Regions from separate parts of the Sus scrofa genome. Here regions 1 and 3 are each linked to region 2. Evidence: chromatin contacts called from public Hi-C data. All regions are on one chromosome and are shown on one strand. Each heading gives the region's core, a stretch centred on a gene start, on an enhancer-like site or on the middle of the called end of the contact. The rest is flanking DNA. Distances are from core to core; before and after follow the strand shown.

The links. A called contact is a pair of places that touch in the nucleus more often than the background predicts.
Region 1: a contact with region 2 is called in a Hi-C map of subcutaneous adipose tissue, with 1.7 times the contacts expected there. The contact joins the enhancer-like site here to the promoter of C17H8orf4 in region 2. A contact is called at or near these places in 2 of 5 promoter capture datasets (fetal skeletal muscle and liver) and 3 of 47 Hi-C or Micro-C datasets (epiblast stem cells, omental adipose tissue and subcutaneous adipose tissue).
Region 3: a Hi-C map of subcutaneous adipose tissue shows a contact between it and region 2, with 3 times the contacts expected there. The contact joins the enhancer-like site here to the promoter of C17H8orf4 in region 2. A contact is called at or near these places in 3 of 5 promoter capture datasets (fetal skeletal muscle, liver and skeletal muscle), 18 of 47 Hi-C or Micro-C datasets (alveolar macrophages, brain, embryonic fibroblasts and 11 more) and 1 of 2 datasets of contacts at active chromatin or transcription factors (skeletal muscle).

What each region holds. Positions count from the first base shown.
Region 1 is chr17:9,371,227-9,374,681 of Sscrofa11.1, reverse strand. No RefSeq gene overlaps it. Among named protein-coding and RNA genes, the nearest start is that of C17H8orf4, 69 kb to the left of the region's middle. Within about 2 kb of position 1,666, at least 7 of the 83 cell types and tissues checked have an H3K27ac peak or open chromatin away from gene starts, as enhancers often do. A contact at or near this core is called in omental adipose tissue and subcutaneous adipose tissue, where this site is marked.
Region 2 is chr17:9,439,329-9,442,923 of Sscrofa11.1, reverse strand. C17H8orf4 (protein C8orf4 homolog) reads right to left here and starts at 1,436. Exons shown (of 1, transcript XM_003360552.4): 1 at 1-1,436. The coding sequence starts at 1,158. The coding sequence ends at 838.
Region 3 is chr17:9,355,209-9,358,376 of Sscrofa11.1, reverse strand. No RefSeq gene overlaps it. Among named protein-coding and RNA genes, the nearest start is that of IDO2, 80 kb to the right of the region's middle. Within about 2 kb of position 1,791, at least 7 of the 83 cell types and tissues checked have an H3K27ac peak or open chromatin away from gene starts, as enhancers often do. A contact at or near this core is called in subcutaneous adipose tissue, where this site is marked.

The DNA.
Region 1 (3,455 bases), core at 417-2,916, 68 kb after region 2:
AGAAGATAGTCTGAATATAATATTCATTCAGGGAGATATATACGAATATGATATTTAAGATGAATATCATATAATATCACTTATATGTGGTATTTAAAAAAACAATACAAATGAAGAGTTCCCACTGTGGCTCAGTAGTGACGAACCTGACTAGTATTCACGAGGACATGAGTTCTATCCCTGGCCTTGTTCAGTGGGTTAAGGATCTGGTGTTGCCATGAGCTATGGTGTAGGTTGCAGATGTGGCTCGAATCTGGCATTGCTGTGGCTGTGGTGAGGCCAGCAGGTGCAGCTCTGATTCAGGCCTTAGCCTGGGAAATTCCATATGCTGTGGGAGTGGTCCTAAAAAAGCAAAGCAAAGCAAAACAAAACAAAAAGCTAGCAAGCAAAAAAAAAAAAAAAAAGATACAAATAAACTTATTTGCAAAACAGAAACTGACTCACAGACTTCCAAACAAATTTAGGGTTACCAAAGCAGAAGGGTGGATGGGGAGGATTGACTGGGAGTTTGGGACTGGTAAATGCACACTTTTGTATATGGAATGGATGATCAACAGAGACCTGCTGTATAGCCCAGGGAAATCTACTCAGTGGACTCGGATAACCTGTATGGGGATGGATATATGTATGTATATTACCAAATCACTCTGCTGGCGGCAGAAATTAATGCAACACTGAAAATCAACTGTACTTCGATAGAAGTAAATTTTAAAAGAATACGATATTTTTATTTATTTATTTATTTTTTGTCTTTTTGTCTTTTAGGGCCATACCCACGTCATATGGAGGTTCCCAGGCTAGGGGTCCAATTGGAACTGTAGCCGCCATCCTATGCCACAGCCACAGCAACTCGGGATCCGAGCCGTGTCTGTGACCTACACCACAGCTCATGGCAACACCAGATCCTTAACCCACTGAGCAAGGCAGGGATCGAACCCGCCTCCTCACGGATGCTAGTCAGGTTTGCCAACTGCTGAGCCACGACGGGAGCTCCAAGACTATGATATTTAACATATATATAAAAGCATCATGAGTTTTGTTCATGGGATAAAACATTGCCTATTTTTTATTAATATCTTATCTACTGATAGCAATCACGTGGCAACAGGCTTAGATGAAACCAGAGGCAACGTATTGAATGGAGTTTTTGCACCAAAGATTCTGAAAGTTACAGACTCAGTTAACAAGATGATTTGTTTTTTTTCCCCTTGAATTTTCCTTTCAAAAGACTCATCGGCTTGGGTAAAGGAACTGTCTCTTTGAGTCGTCAGTTGACCCTTGACCCTCCCAGCTGTTTCCGGGGAAGAAGAGGAACTAAGAAAAGCCTTTTCGTCCCTAAGGAGGGTGGTGTTTCTGATTGCCCTTTTCATCATCAGTCTGGGAGGATAAGGAAGAGAGAGCGTTCAGAGGACCGCAGAGAAGAAAGGAGAAGGGAGCCCAAAGGACTCCTGGGAACTGCTGGAGGATGGCATCAGGGAACATTCCAGACATTCCACACTCCCTCCTGAGGAGATGGGGGCCTCTAAATACACCCCCCACCCCGCCCCAGGCGTGGGATTTAGGAATTGCTGCAAACCTCTGCCAACTGTGTGTCTCCCATTCTTCTTCTCTCGGAAAAGCAGGGCTTAACAGCTTTGCTTTTCGCCTCCTTGTGGTGGGAGGGGTCCGTGAGGTTTGCTTTCCGACTCCCAAGTCTCAGCACCAAGAGGTCCCAGATTTGGACCAGAGGTGGAGACAACTGCACAGTCTCCCTGGTGAAGAGGTGATGCCACAGCATCATCCCGAGATGCTGGACCTTGCGCTCCATGCCAGGTCGGGCCTTCAACTTGTTTCCTGATTGGAAGGGATGTGGGTAGTGGCGTGGGGAAAGGCAAGGGACAGAACGTTTGGTGATCAGAAGAGACGACTGCTATTTGTCCCGCAGGCTGCTCAGAAATAATCAATTCCTCCTCCTCCTTCCAGGCATATAGTAGGAATGAATTTGATACATTGTTCCCACTCTTGTAGTTAAAGGTGACCCCGTGCCCGGTGCTGACCTATGGGATATAAAGCTGGAGTCCATGTCCCTCCACGAGTAAACCTTTAGGGTGGTTGTGTTGATCACTAAATACAGCTCTCTACCCAGGCACTGCCTGGGTGCCAACAGCCAGTATCCTGGAGCGATGAATGGGGTGCAGTAAAACACAGGATGGCCCAGAGTTCCCACTGTGGCACTGTGGGTTAAGGATCCAGAATTGCCACAGCTATGGCATAGGTTGCAGCTGCAGCTTGGATTCAATCCCTGGCCCTGGAATCTCCATATGCTGCATGTGTGGCCAAAAAAAAAAAAAAAAAAAAAAAAAAAAAACCAAAATGGCTCTTGGCCTATAGGAAGAAGTATTAAACCTTACTGCAGGAAGCCACTGAGATTTCAATTTTTTTTTTTATTAATGCAGTATATCCTAGCCTATGCTGCCTAGTTCAGTGATGATAACTTTTCTTTCTTTTTTTTTTTTTTTTTTTTTTTTTTTTGTCTTTTTAGGGCCACACCATGACTTATGGAAGTTCCCAGGCTAGGGGTTGAATCAGAGCTGCAGCTGCTGGCCTACACCACAGTCACAGCAACACTGATCCAAGCTGTATCTGTGACCTACACCACAGCTCATGGCAATGTTAGATCCTTAGCCCACTGAGAAAGGCCAGGGATCGAACTTGCATCCTATGGATACTAGTTGGGTTTGTTACCGCTGAGCCATGACGGGAATTCCATATCTTTCAAATAAAATGCAGTTAAATATTACCGATATAGTTACTTTTTTGTAAGGGAAGATCAGAGCCATGTGTCGGAGTGGGTTAGAAGAACTACTTCTGTGAGAGGTTTGTCTGCGGAGGGAACTGGCGATACAGGATTTAGCCCAAGCTGCTTGGTGAAATTTTCACGGTCATCCAAAAACAACTCATTGAGTCCTCAGGTCATGTGTGATGGGGACTTCCTATAACCCACGGGGCTGGGAAGAGGGGAAAGCAAAATACTAAGTCTCAAAATAACAAGGGTTAACTTCTTGGACTTTTTCTGACTTAATAATGCTTCTTGGTGGTTAAAAATTAGAACAAAGAAAAGTGGATATTCTCTCTTTTCTCATTATCAGCAAAAACTTCTGGGAGACAGGAGTGAGCAAGGCTTGTTGATCTTTCCATTTCTCTGCCAGGCATGCCAATAAATGATTAAATGGAAAATTTAAATAAATAAATGGAAGGGATAATTGAATGAAATCTAGGTAACAGGTTTGGGCTAAAGACATAGCATTTGGGGGTATGTATATATAGCTTTTTTTTTTTTTTTTGATAGCCAAGTAAAAGACATATAGTAATACTTCATTTTCCACACACATACACATTTAGTTTTTTCGAAGGCTGTTGATTCCATCGATTAAATATCCCTCATCTACCTAACTTCAAATCTTCTCCACCTCCAG
Region 2 (3,595 bases), core at 187-2,686:
AAATTTAGGTTATATTTTAGCATTAGTTAGAAGATTTAAAAAAAAACTGTAAAGTTCATTCACAGTATTTTGGATTTATGAAGGACCCCATCATTTAACTTGTGCAACCGATGTGAAATGCATAAAAAACCCTTAATAACCAGAAGGTGGCGTACGGTTTCACGGAGCTGCTGAAAACACCACAGTTCCTTAAATTTGTACCTCCACCCCTGCGGTGCACTTTTAAGGCATTGTAATAAATGCAAATAAATGATCAATCACTGATCTCTTAAAAAAACGACCCATAGACAACACTGAAGCTTGGCAATATTTTGAACATTCAAATAAAAAAGTCGGTAAGCCATTGCCATGTGAAAGTCTCTCTCCTGTGCGTTCTCTCCCATCTCCCTCCCACCACCCAGTTTGCTTAAAGGAAAAAAAAAAAAAAAAAAAAAAAGTTCCGGTTGAGTTTAAGTCCTAGGGTCTGACTCTAAGACCCTGGCTGCAATTCTTCTCCAGCCTTCTGTTATATTGAATTCTCATTACAATTACATCTGTCCAGACTTTTCTCCCAACGTGAGCATCAGTCCTTTCCCCGGGGGAGAATTTTCCAGTGCCGGCTGCAAGCATTTCTGTCTCCGCTGTCACAGCGGCTATCACAGCACAGACGTGAAGTTGATCGGAGTCTTTGTAACCAGTTCATCTGCTCCTTTCCTGCCTCAGAGTCCTCAGGTCCTGGTGCAAGAGAAACTTGCAAGGCAGCAACCGCGAGATGCTGTGTGTGTATTAGGGTCTCGCGGACTCAGGTGCTCTTTAAACGTCCGTTCTTGGATAAGGTCCTTATCCATCTCCTGGTCCTCAGTGAACTTTGATGGAATATTTCTCCAGTTTCAGAAACTGGAAGAGCTTGTCTTTCGTCCTCTTCTTCAGGGCCATCAGGGCTCGCGTTTTCTCCTCCAGATCCTGATCGATGGCGAAAATGATCTTCGCTCTCTCCTCTGCTTTCTTGTCCCCCGAGTTTTTGAAGAGCCTCTGGAGCGCTTCTTGGTCTATGTTTTCAAAGATGTTGCCCACGGCTTTCTTGCGGGAGGCCGTGTCGAAGTGGTAGCCGCGGATGGACGGGCTCACGCGCAGCGAGGTGGACATGCTGACGGCTGGGTGGCTTGGCTTTGCTTTCATCGATGATGTGGGAATCTTCGGGAATTCTGCTCCAAGGCTCTCCAGAGAGTCTGTAGCGAAATCGGTCCCGGGTCGGCTATTTAAAGGGTGAACAAAGCTCAGGGCTCAGATTACAGTGGTGACATCAGAGTGATCTGGAGGCTGAGTGATCAGAGACCGGTTTAACAGTTGAGTTGCCAAAATCTCCATCCCCTGCAAAGGGTTCCTAACAGCTGTGCTCAGGGATGGGGTTGAACGGGGGTGGGAGTAGGGGTGGGGGGGATTTCTTTCTCCCTAGTCGGTGGCAAGAGCATTAAACAGACTTGGGCCCTTCTATAGGGGAAAAAAAAAAAAAAAAAAAAAAAAAGCTGAAACCAGGACAACCACCGCCAAGATAAGAGACAAACAGTGTGGCTAACACCCTCAAAATCTTTCCAAACAGGACCCAAACAAAAAGTTCTGCTAGCAGCCTTAATTTCTAGAGAAGTTGCTAGAGGACAGTTCAAACATTTGGCAGCCCACACCGTCCCCTTTAGACATTGCTCCACAGGGCGATTCCCGGGCTATGAAGAGAAGCTTAACAATCCAGGACACCGATTCCAAATGGGAGTCTGTTCAAAACACAGACAGGACACAGCCTGAGTCCATGACAGTTCAGAGCCAGCTGCAGACAAGAGCTAATCTGTAATAACTGAATTAAATTGGAATTTCATAAAAGTAATAGTCATGACAGCCAACATCTCCTTAGGTTTAAGTACACATCAACAACAGTATCAAAAAAAAAAAAAATTAGGGAGGACAACTTCAAAGGCGCTTTATGTACCTAGCACCCAAAGGAATGAGTTGACATATTCCTTTAATGTTTATTTTGGCAGCACCCAGACATAGTCAGAGCAATACCTTCTTTGGAAGAATTTAAATGGGTTCTTCCCAACAGGAAACTCAACTCAATATTCTGTGATAACCTATATGGGGAAAGAATCTGAAAAAGAGTGGATGTGTGTATATGTATGACAGAAGCCCTTTGCTGCACAGCAGAAATTAATACAGCCTTGTAAAGCAACTACACTCCAACAAAATGTTGGATAAAAAATAAAAATAAAAATAAATAAATCACTTCTTTCCACATTCACGATATTCAGCCAGTCACTGTCCTCACTCATGAATGGAACATTACATGTTAAGTGTCAGTATCCCAGTACCCAGTGATTTCTCTTTGGGGACCTGCTGCTGGGTCCTAGGATGCTCAGAGACAGGGCCGGCCTTTGTTTTCCTCTCATCTAGTTATCTAGAAAAATCTGAAAAAATGTGGTGAAAGTACCTCACTTGAAAACCAAGTTTGAGACTCTTCTCATACCTTCATTCGTTCACTCATGTATTCATTGGACTCATTTTTCCATCAGTATTTAGTAAAGGGCAATTTTTATTTTTTGTCTTTTTGCCATCTCTTGGGCCACTCCTGTGGCATATGGAGGTTCCCAGGCTAGGGGTCTAATCAGAGCTGTAGCCACCGGCCTACGCCAGAGCCACAGCAACGCGGGATCCAAGCTGAATCTGTGACCTACACCACAGCTCTTGGCAATGCCGGATCCTTAACCCACTGAGCAAGGGCAGGGATCGAACCTGCAACCTCATGGTTCCTAGTCGGATTTGTTAACCACTGAGCCACGATGGGAACTCCTAAAGGTCAATTTTTAGCCGGAGTATTTCTAGGTAGTGGAAATGCAACAGGAAACCACACTAAACCAAAGAAAGGAAACAAAACATCCTGATCTTACCTTAATGGAATTTACATTCTGCTGGGGAATAGGCAATAGGAATACTTCCATTTAGAGTAGAAATGACTTCAGTAAGTAATACATGAAGCAGGTTTTACGGAACAGGCGGAAGAGTGCTGGGATTTACACAGGGTGATCTCTCTCTCTCTCTCTTTTTATGGCTGTGCCCATGGCATATGGAAGTTCCCAAGCCAGGGACTGAATCTGAGATGTGCTTCCAACCTATGCAACAGCTATGGCAACACAAGGTCCTTAACCCACTGCACCGGGCCAAGGATTGAACTGGAGCCTCCGGAGTGACCTGAGCCACTGCAGCTAGATTTTTAATCCACTACACCATAGCGGGAACTCTCAGGGGGAAGCATCTCTTAATGTGATGTTATGCAAAGACCTGAGCGGAGGTGTGGGAGTAAGCTCTGGAAAGGCCTGCAGGATGGGTGTTGTAGGCAGAGGAACCGCAAGTGTGAAGACCTCAAGATAAGAGTGTATACGTAGTGTATTTGTTGTACTTTGTATATTACTCAGCCATTAAAAGGAACGAAATACCAACATTTTTAGCAACATGGATGCACCTAGAAATTATCATGCTAAGTGAAGTCAGCCATATAATGAGACACCAACATCCAATGCTTTCACTGACATGTGGAATCTGAAAAAAGGACAGACGGAACTTCTTTACA
Region 3 (3,168 bases), core at 542-3,041, 85 kb after region 2:
GCAGGGTCAGCAATAGAAACTTGCTTAACCCGCCAGAGAAGGATCTAAAACCTTCTCCCTCTGAGAGTCTATGGGTGTGAAATTCTGCTGGGAGCACTGAGGTCACTTCTAGCAGAGCTAAAGAAGGAAGCCAGGTACAGATTCCAGGATGGGTACATAGGAAGGACGAATAGTTTTAGACAGTGGTTCATTGTATTCAGGTGCTTTTTTTTTTTTTTAATTTAATTTATTGGCATAGGTAACTGGAAAGTCCAAGGGCAGAGCTGGCTTCAGTTATGGTGGCTTGCAAAGTGTTTTCTCAGCACGCTCTTTCTCTCCTCCTCCCTCTGTCCTGTCCCTCTCCTTCTTGATTCTTGATTCCCTTCCCTATTTTTTGTTGGTTTTGTGCTCAGACTGTCTCTTTCCACGGTTGACCTCAGACTGACTTTCTCAGCAATGTCTCTCTGCACCCAGATATCCACCTTTTTCAAAAGGGGACTTGACTGGAGTGTGTGTCACCGCCTCGCCCCGTCGTCTGGGTAACAAGGACTCTGTTCAAAAGTGAACATGTCGCCTGCCCACATCTGTGGGCAGGAGAATTGGAACTGGCCCCATATGGGACGTGGAAAAAAGTCACTGTCACCTTGATCCTAAAGTACTCATCAGAGGGACCGTTCCTCTTATAGGTTAGCTAGAGGCAGGCATGAGGGGAATGAGAACTTGGGCATCAGAGCACTGGAATGCTTGAGGGGTGGCATAAAAGGAAACAGATGGGAGAGGGACACTGCAGACAAAAAAAAAAAAAAAGCAGCGTTTTGTCAGAAAAGAAGTGTGTGAGAGGAGGCCATTTATGATATTGACATACAGATGCCACATTCAGACAGCGACACAGAAGGTCGCTGGAAACAGGAGGTCTGAGTTTCCCTGTGTTCACACTGGGCTGTCGCTGCACTTAACAGTTGCCCCTGGGGAGTGCGTACGTGGAGTAAGATGTCTTCTCTCTCAGGAAGAAACAGAAAGCAGATGTGCTAGGCCAACCTGGACTCCTCCTCAGTACTTAAGTCAAGAAACTGAAAATCTGAACCCTGGGATAGCTCTTAGCTACGCTTAAAACGGTGAGTGAAATAGCATAGAACGGGCCAAGAATGAAGCTCATAGAGTAAGTCCCCGCCACGCAGTTTAGTTTTATTTGCTGAAGAATCCTGATTCGCATGAGACATTTTTCCAGTGCTGCGTTTTCTCACTAAATTTGGAAGGAATATTTTAATCTACAAATTTTAGCATCACTTAAGAAACACACCAAATCAGTTGCAAGTCCCAGCACTGGTATCATGGTTAATCAGCAGTTGATCTGGAATTTTGCCATTTTGAGAAAATCATCCGTCTCTTTTCCTGTGTCTTTTGGCCCAAGCTGTCTTCGATTTTCTTTTTTTTTTTTTTTTTTTTTTTACTGTGTCCTTCCTTTAACAATAGTCTTGCTTTTTTCTTTTTTCCCCGAAACTCGACTTTGTGTTCTATTTCTGCTGAAACTGAACAGGGCAAGAGAATGATCAAAAAGAAATATTTCCCTTTATAACAAAGGCAAGCACTTTTAGGCAAGTTTTTGGAGAGGGATGGGCAGGCAAGCCCTCACAACAGCCTTGGGCATTTTCTGCCTCATTTTCAGATGATTATAAAGACGTTACATTTTCCTCTTCAGAAAGCAAAACTCTCTTTCACTAAATGCAAGGTGAAGTTAGAGGCGCCTGAAGCCTTTGCTAAGAAGGAAAAAGGAAAACACCTCCTACCAGTGGGTCTCTACCTTTAGCTTAGAATGCCACCGCCTGGGAACTCGCTGCAAAAGCACACATTCCGGATGAAGCCCCAACCTACAGGGCAGAAGAGCTGGGAGTGCTCACAGCAACCCCTGTTCTTAGCAAATTCCAGACAATCCTGATGGAAGGCTGAAGCGAGAGAGAGAGAGAGAAAGAGAGAGAGAGAGAGAGCAGAAAACTTAAGGGGAAGGCAACCCCTTAGAAGAATGTGCTCCTGACTGTGAGAACAGGTGGAATTGCCCACCCGTCCCGGAGCAGCTATAGCCAGGCCAGACTTTTTCCTTATCAGGGTCACTGGGTGCAGGCTGAGTGGCTTGAGGTGAGGTTTTCGATGTCTGTGATTTCACACCTTGCTCCTCTCAAACACCTCCTCTGCTCCCTGATGTCACCTCTCCTTCCCTTGACATTGGACTAGTAATGGTCGGTCACTCTACTCCAGGCTTTCATCGTATTATACTTCAAATTCCTTAGGGAGCTTACTACTTTCACCCTCTACAATGGAGTGAGTTTGGATTCCTTTCTGAGGAAAAGTTTTGAGAAACATGAAGGGCATGGAGGAAATGTAATATGTCACCAGCTTCAACCTGCATCCATACCTTTCTTGCTTTTTTAACAGAACTCTTTTTTTTTTCTAGGCGTATGACTATTCTGCCTCCACTGTAGCTAGGAAGGCTATGAAATTAAGATGTAATCAATAGAAAGTAAAAGAAATTCCAAGAAGTCCTCTTTATAAAAAAAAAAAAGGAAATTTTCTATATTTCTCTTTTGCTTCCCATGACCTGGAAGACAGATATAAAGGCTGGAGCTCCAGCAGCCATTTTAAGCCCTGAGGTAGAAGAAACTTCCTGAGATGTCAAATCAGAGAGAGAAAGCAATCGGAGTCATTAATGACTAAATGGAATCACCATTCCATTCCTGGATTTTTCAAAATATGAGAGAGAAACAAACATCTATCCTTGGGAGTTGGGCAATTATATAAAATACAACACTGTCCCAATAGAAAGGATATTATCAAGATAGTCTAGTCAACAGATTAGACAGGCGAAAGCTAAACTTTCCCTACTCTATTATTATATTTTTTGGCTGCACCTTTGGCATGTGGAAGTTCCCCAGCCAAGGATCGAACCTGTGTCACAGCAGCAACACAAGCTGCTGCAGTGACAATGTTGGCTCCTTAAACCCACTGTGCCACAAGGGAAATCCCAGACTTTCCCTACATCACAGCTTAGCCAGTCCCGTCAAGCAGTAGGATATTTCATCCCATCTCCCAGAAAATCAACCCACTGCTCCCCCTTTCCAACATGCTATGAGCCTTTAGCTCTACTAAATACCAGTTCTAATTTTTTTCATAATCTCTTGTATCCCCACTTCCCTC